2 separate regions of the Xenopus laevis genome follow, and region 1 is linked to region 2. Evidence: chromatin contacts called from public Hi-C data. All regions are on one chromosome and are shown on one strand. The core of a region is the stretch at or near the end of the contact, and the rest is flanking DNA. Distances in the headings are between cores, read along the strand shown.

Region 1 (4,238 bases), core at 463-2,962, 58 kb after region 2:
GTAGACATGATAATAGCACCAAAGCAGGAAAGCCCCTGTTTTATTCCTGCTTGGGTGCTATTCTCATGTCTGCCATTAGGTGGGGCTAGGAAGCACAGGGATGGGCGAATTTGACCCGTTTTGTTTCACCAAAATTTTGCAGACGCCCAAAATTTTGTCGCGTGGCAATTTTTTTTTTTTTGATGCATGTCTTTTTTTTTTTGTCACACAACGCCATACAAGTCTATGGACATAATTTCTGCTGCGAAACAAGGCAAAAAAATTGGCCCATCCCTAAGCACAACCCATGTTGTGGTATAATACATTGCGAAGGGGAGAAACAATAGCTGTTTCAAAGCAGTTCCATCCTGAAGTGCTGGCTCCTTCTCAAAGCTCAAAGAATCAGGCACAATGCACTGAGATGGCTGCCTCCACACCAATATCACAGCTAAAAAAAAATACATTTGTTGGTTCAAGAATAAAATTTTAAATAGTAGAGTGGATTATTTTGCAATGTAAACAATGTAATTTAGAAATAAAAAGTAAACCATCAAAATCATGACAGAATTCCTTTAATATTTCTAAAGCAGATAGGACTCTATTAAAAAAAAACATTCTTACTGGTGTTTCCTAATGTGCTCACTTTGCCTTGCAGCTGTACCATGCTTATTTCGAGTACTAGTGTCACTTCTGTCCATCATGAGCATGCATGTGTAAAATACTTTGGCGACATCTTAATTCTATTAGCAGATTTTTTTTTAATATATTTCACAAAAATGATGATCATCTGCAAAAATAAAAAATACTAGCTATTTGGAAGAGGGTCATTAGACCTACTAATGTTAGAGCTATTGTTCAGGGGGATTTTCTTGTACCTTAACACAATATGCCTTACAGTAGCACTGAAGAGACTCCTGGAGAACTGACAGCATAACAAACAAAAACATGCATGGCATTACCCTACCAGTCAAAAGCTCAATGATGCAAAGCAACACTCAATGTTTTTTTTTTGCTACAAAACTGTGTTTAGGAAAGACATCACAGGTTTTCTGCAAGTCATTGACACTAAAAAGTTTTAGCTTCTATCTTAGAAAAAACACCAGACTCAAAGATAAAGGTATATTGGGAGCTGTTTAAATGATTTAAACATAAAAAGTTTACTTATTCTTTAAAGGAGAAGGAAAGGTTAAAACTAAGTAAGCCTTATCAGAAAGGTCCACCTAAATATACCTGTAAACCTTCAAAGTAGTGCTGCTCTGAGTCCTCTGTCAAAAGAAACACCACATTTCTTTCCTTCTATTGTGCACACATGGGCTTTGGCATCAGACTTCTTGTTTTCAACTTAAACCTCCAGGGCACGGGCTCAAGCATGCTCGGATTGCTCCTATCCCCCCCTTCTCTGCTATAATCTGAACCCACAGCTAAAAGTCAGCAGGGAGAGACTCAGGCAGGAAGTGATGTCACACCAAGCTAATATGGCAGCTGCTTTCCTAAACAGACAGAGAGCTTCTAGAGCTTTTTACTCAGGTGTGGTAAAACATTCTACAGAATAAATAGCATTCTAACTTGCACTGTTGCAGCTAATCTACTGGAAATAAAATGCCTCCGTAGCTTTCCGTCTCCTTTAACATGTTTTCTGCTAATCAAAAGAGAAAAGGCCCAGGTTACACAGCAGATGTGGGAATGAAGCCTGTCTGGGGCTGAGATGAGATTAGGCAGGGCCCCCTCCCTTCCCCCCAGGTCTGTCATAGTACCTGGCTGCCCCCAGCCCCCCAGGCTAGAACAATAGAGTGGCTGCCCAGTGGTGGGAAAAAGAGGGGCGGGACTGGGGGCAGAGCCAGGGGGTTGGTTGCTGGAGCTGGGTTATTAAGGCAAGGTTGGTAGTTTTGCAGACAGACTTACTGTTGTTTTTTGTTTCCCACTCTCCCTCCCTAGGTGAAGAAGGATCCAAATGAAGGTGCTACAGGGTATTTCATGACCAATCACTATGAAGGGGTCAGGAAGGAATTTTCCTCATAGTGCTAATTGGCTTCAATGCACTAGAGTTTTTGCATTCCTCTGGGGTACCATTATCTGTGTTGGCCAACAGTACTTACCTGGTACAGCTGCAGCTCTTGGGTTGTTGATGTGAGATGGCATCAGTGTGGCTCCATGAGCAAAAAGATGGTCACAGTGCAGGCCTACCCTTGTTGAGTCACTGGTGTGTATCAGACTTTGACTGCACAGTCATGCAAGAAGCCAGTTTAGGACCATTTGCGCACAATGTTGGGAGTAGAGGATGGGCTACAGTTCGGTTATGGAGGGCGTTTTGCCCCATGATCGCTGCTCCCCGGTTATATAGTATGGGCAGTGAGCCCACGTTTGAGCCGTAGCTGGGGTCAGGGTGTACCTAGTCCTTTTTTGCTAAATGGTTAAATAAAGCTGTGCCCTCCACAGATTTTACCACCATAAATGTCTCTGTGTCTTTAATTCTAAGGGGATGGGGGGGGATCCTTTGCCTAAAGCTCTGTAGAACATAATGTTATCTGTTATCCACTATTTTACCTGTGCTTTATAGCCTTTTTTCAATTTGCGACATTGCTACACAGCAGCTTGTTTATATGAACTATAGTAGTGTTTCTGAAGCAAACCGACCAGTTTTACCAGTGTAGGGCAGCACTACATTATATTTTCATTACTTTAAAACACTTTAGTTTGTTTATGTTACTGTTCCTTTAAGGGTAAAGGAGAAGGATCTACTGAAAGGAATACAATCTTTTACATACAACAGTAGTGAGGTTTGGGTCTGCACAAAACACTCGGATCGGACAGGCTTGTCCAATGGATTCCCAAAGCAGTGTGTTGTCAGCCCCCTTTATGTTTAGGCAAAAATTCGCCGGCAGGCAAAAAAAAATTTCTGACACCGTTTTTTTTTGACGCACGACGCCATACAGGTCTATGGGCGTCATTTTTCCTGCGAAACAAGGCGATAAAATTCGCCCTTGCCTACAAGTATGTAAATCATTGCATTGATCCTGGTCGGTTAATGGTTGGTGGTTGGTGAGGGTCGAACATTTTTTTAACCTGCCTATCTCTAAAGAAGAGTTCCTGACAATTGGTTTCAGGCCAAACACCCTAGCTAGGTAACTCCTGAACAAGCCACCTAGTGTGCTACTGAAGCCTGCACTGCTAGATGCTTTGAATTCCACAAAATAAAATTGTTTTATAGTATAAATTCCCATTTCTTTCAACTAAAATAAGTTTTGCACCACTAGTCAATCATGGCCACAGATGAGTACTTGGAAAGACGAAATACATACCCAAAAAGCCTCCAAAACAAAAAAAAAGACTCGAATGTCATGAGCAGTATCAAGAAATTAATGCAAAGATCCAAAACTAAATATACAAAACACATACTCATCACCTAAACCTGGTGTTTTTAAATGTGGTAACTGTGTAAGTTCAACAACCTGTGACTAGTAATTGAGTTTATGCACTCACAGGGGAAAGCTATAAAAGCAGAGTAACACAAGCATCAAATAATGTGGTATATACAGAAGGCAAAATTCCAGAGTAAATACTATCCAAAGTATTGCCCTGTTATGTACAAGTAGTATGAATTGTTAACATATCCCGACACCTGGTGGTTGCATTTGTGTATTGCACATTCCTTTCCAGCAACAATACCTTTCTGTTGTTTTTAATGTTTGCTCTGTCATTTTAAAGGCCTATTGTTATTATTGCTACTGCAACTATATTTATATTAAGCAAACGCATATCCTGCATTTAACCTGAAAATATTCCCAAAGGGGACCAAAAGTTTGGCTATTTGTCATAATGGACTAATACTTCAAAGATGAAACTGTGACATTTGTTTGGCAAAATCCCATAGTGGTGATACTGCCTGTGTCTGTGTATAGTAAAAAAACATATTCTGCAGTTCATGACTTCTAAGGAGTCATTATTAATTAATAAATTAACTACAGATTGAACATCAGCAAATCCAAGTGTGAAACACATTTTTGTACCTGCAGCCAGGTACATATTTTTAATGCTCCTATATACATTTATACACAAAGCTTCCCACTGATGAACTCAGCTATAGGTTTATTTTCCAGTATCTAATCGTCACTCTAAGTTAGTACTTGTGTTCAATAAGGTGAGCGAGTTAAAGAATATAATGGAGGTCACCAGAAGCAAAAAAAAAAAGGCCAAGGCAAATAAAGCATTGGCTCTGCTGCGAATTCTTTGTGAAAGATTCGACCGAATACCAACCCCTA
Region 2 (4,042 bases), core at 1,232-3,731:
GCAATCGTAATTGTGATAAACATAACCAAGAAAGTGTGTATCAAGCATAAAAGGTTTATACAGTCACAGACAAGGTTTCTTTCTCTCTTCTTTTTTAATCTTGGCCCTTTATCAAGTTTTCCTGTAGATCCTCCTTCATAAAGTGCTTTGTGCCATTGGGTTCTTAATCTGAGGAGATGTGGCATGTTTGAGAAGTATCTCTTTTATAACCCAAACCAATAAGGTATATATCTTACAGGGCATTTCATTTGCAGCCTACAAGTTTATGAATACAAGCCCATAACCACAAGATTCATCCCTGCTAAAATGCATAAGCAAATTTGCATAACCATAAATACAGGTATGTGACCTATTATCACAAATTCTGGGAACCACAGGTGTTTTCATAACATGCTTTAAAGGGGTGTTTCACCTTTCAGCCAACTTTTAGTATGTTATAGGATGACTAAGAAACTTTTCAATTTTTTTAATTCAATTATTTGCCTTTAAAATCTTCTGACTCTTTCTAGATTTCAAACGAGGGTCACTGACCCCATCTAAAAACAAAAGCTCTGTAAGGCTACAAATTTGTAGTTATTGCTACTTTTTATTACTCATCTTTCTGTTCAGGCCTCTCCTTATTCGTATTCCAGACTCATTCAAATCAGTGCATGGTTACTAAGGTAATTTGGACCATAGCAACCAGATTGTTGAAATTACAAACTGAATAAAAAGCTAAATAATTACAAAAACACAAATAAAAAAAATGAAAACCAAGTGCAAATTGTCTCATAATATCACTCTCTACATCATATTAAAAGTTAAATAAAGTGAACAACCCCTTTAATATTGCTGGATGACCAATATGGAGTTATACAGCTTTTTGAAAGTTACTTTTTGTTATTACAGAGAAAAGAGGAATCATCTAAAAAATGTGCTTAAAATAAACTTTATGCAGAATAAACCATGTCATTTGGAGCTTTTTGGATAATGGGTTTGGATATGCAGACGCCAAAAAAGTACTTATTTATTCACAGACATATGTATACACAAACAACGCATAATAAATTAGTTAGGAGGAACATATACAAATATGGGATCCATTATCCGTAAACCCATTTTTCACTGTAATAATAAAACAGTATCTTGTACTTGATCCCAACTAAGATATAATTGATCCTTCTTGGAAGAAAAACCAGTTTGTTCAGGGTTAATTAATGTTTACATGATTTTCTAGTAGACTAAAGGTATGAAGATCCAAATTATGGAAAGATCTATTATCTGGAAAACCCCTAGCCCTGAGCATTCTGGATAACAGGTCCCATACCTGTACTAACAAATAATTAAGTATTCAACATGCTGAACATCAATCAAGGTTTACTAGCCTTGTCTTTTGTTCATAAGTGCTGCTGGTGCACCATGTATGTTCCATAAATGCAAGACTTGTACCAAAATAAAATGTCTACGATGGCAAAAATATAACTGTAGCGCCATCTTTGCATCTGCATTTTTAAAGAGTTTGTTTGGCATTAAATTAAACTTGCATTAGCATGCTGTAGAGAGTGAGAAAATTGGTTTAAATAATTTTATTATTTGTGTTTTTTGAGTTATTTAGCTTTTTATTCAGCAGCTCTCCAACTTGCAATTTCACCAATCTGGTTGCTAGTGGTCAAATTACCCTAGTAACAATGCAGTGATTTGAATAAGAGACTGGAATATGAATAGGAGAGGGCCTGAATAGAAAGATGAGTAATAAAAGACAGCAATAACATTATGGGGTTATTTATCAAAATCCGAATTCATCTGATTTTTTAAAATAAAAAAGTCCAACCAATCCATGATTTGACCTTATTTATTATTAAAAAAGCATGATCCAGATTGGGGAAAAATTCAATGAAACCGAGTGAAAACCGAATCATATGATTTTTTTTATTTTTTTTTCCCAAAAACGCTAGTTTTTTGGGATTTTTCCCGAAAAGCCAGAATTTTTGTAATTTCTGCCTGAAATAGAAACTTCCAAATAGAATAGGGAACTCTCCCAGTGACTTATATGCAACCTCAGCAGGTTTGATATGGCGGATTTTCAGATTCTGACTTTTTGCAGCCTTGGGGTATAGTAAATCTCGAAAAATTCTAGTTTTTTTCCCACTAAAAATTTGGATTTTTTTGTAAAAGAATTCAAATTTGTTGAGTTTTTAGTATTCGGAATTTAATAAATAACCCCCTATATGTGTAGCCTTACAGAGAATTAATTTCTTAAATGGGGTCAGTGACCCCCCATTTGGAAGCTGAAAAAAGTCTGATGAAAAAGGCAAATAATAGAAAAAACATAAAATAATAAAATAATAAAGACTAATTGAAAAGTTTCTTAGAGTTGTCCATTCTATAACATACTAGAAGTTAACTTGAACCACCCCTTTTTATAAAGTTAAAGTTTCTGTATATTAAAAAAAGCAAACCTTTGAACATTATACATATACACACATAATTCATCAGTTCAAACTGCAAATAAAGAAAACCATTGTTCATTTCTTACAGACTTTTATTACAGGTATGTGATCTATTATCAAAAATGCTCGAGACGTTTGGTTTTCCCCAAAAGGGTTTTTTTATGGAATTTGCATTATGGACCCAATAGGATTGTTTTGCCACCAATTTGTGCATATATACATTACTCTCAAGTACAAAACACTTTTTAATTATGGCAGTGAAAAAGAAAATCATTTTAAAAATTTTAAATGCACTCTTTGGGGATGGCTTCTCTTTTCTGTAATTTGGAACTTTCTGGAAATTGGGTTTCCTGATATCTGTATTTTAGTTGCTTCATGCAGTTCAAAAAAGAGACATTTTAGCAGTGGGAACACATTGAGAAATGTAATGGAAAAAAAGGCACTTTTCAGACCCTACAAATATTCCTTCAGCTACATATTTACATGTGATAGTTTTCGAGTATAACAGACATGAGCCAGAGCAGCCACTGTTTAATAGCTGTACAGTAATGGTTGCCCAGCAGTGTTAGTGGAATGTTTTGCTACTGAATCACTGAAACAAGAATGACAAGCTGAGCTTTACACATCATCTCTATGACTACCATACAACAAGCTAGGCATTTTACCTAACTCGCTTGCTTAGCTGCCCAGCCCATCTGCCAAATGATTGGTTGAATACATCAGAAGAGACTGTTCACTGGCATCTTGCAATGCCATTCACATAACATGCTTAGCAGGCTCGGTTGCATGCACATAACTAATCCGTATAGAGACTCAATGTTTTGCTTTGCTTTGATTCAGTTCTTTATAGTGCTGTCCTAGCCTTTCCACAGTTTAAACATAGAGCTGGCATTTGTAGATCTTATATATTCAATGAAGATTGCTAAACCGTAGAATATCTTACTGCGGATACTTTAACATGTTGCTGGGCAAGAGGTTTACCAAGGATATTGGCTCAATGTTGCCTTCGGTGGAAGAGGCCAAGGATGCAGAAGAGGAAGAGAACATGCAGCCATGCCTAGGTGGGATCCCTAGCAGGCCTCCTAGCAGACCTCTGGCTCGCCTGAGCAGGGGAGGCGTGGAGAATAAAGTAAGTCACTTGAATCTTCTCTTATCTACTTTAAGAGCAGTGCTGTGCAACACTCATGGGCAGCTGAGAGCAGTGTGTGTGTGTGTAATTATAGCGATGAATACAGTTTCATTCCATGAGTTGGACCTTTTATTCAGCAGTCAGATCCACAGTAGCACATTTCTGGTCCAATATTCTACTGCATCACAGTTACCAAGTAGTAAGTAAAGCCAAAATATTTCATAATACTAGTGATCCCCAACCAGTGGCTCGTGAGCAACATGTTACTCACCAACCCCTTGGATGTTAGTCTCAAAGCAGGTGCTTATTTTTGAATTCCTGGCTTGAAGGCAAGCTTTAGTTGCATAAAAACGATCCCTAATTTAGCATCCCCATGGACTCTTTTCATGCTTGTGTTGCTCCCCAACTCTTTTTACCTTTGAACGTGGTTCAAGGATTAAAGATTGGAAGGGGTGTTAGAGCTCCATGTTGCAATTAATTTGAT

The links. Hi-C and Micro-C count contacts between places; a contact is called where the count stands out from the background.
Region 1: a contact with region 2 is called in a Hi-C map of animal cap, with 3 times the contacts expected there. The contact joins the enhancer-like site here to the promoter of lrrc74b.L in region 2. A contact is called at or near these places in 3 of 4 Hi-C or Micro-C datasets (the XL177 cell line, the XTC cell line and animal cap).

Annotation. Positions count from the first base shown.
Region 1 is chr1L:163,036,974-163,041,211 of Xenopus_laevis_v10.1, forward strand. No RefSeq gene overlaps it. Among protein-coding and RNA genes, the nearest start is that of slc7a4.L, 12 kb to the left of the region's middle. Within about 2 kb of position 1,713, at least 3 of the 7 cell types and tissues checked have an H3K27ac peak or open chromatin away from gene starts, as enhancers often do. A contact at or near this core is called in animal cap, where this site is marked.
Region 2 is chr1L:162,978,581-162,982,622 of Xenopus_laevis_v10.1, forward strand. lrrc74b.L (leucine-rich repeat-containing protein 74B) reads left to right here and starts at 2,482. Exons shown (of 13, transcript XM_018261397.2): 1 at 2,482-3,558. The coding sequence starts at 3,388.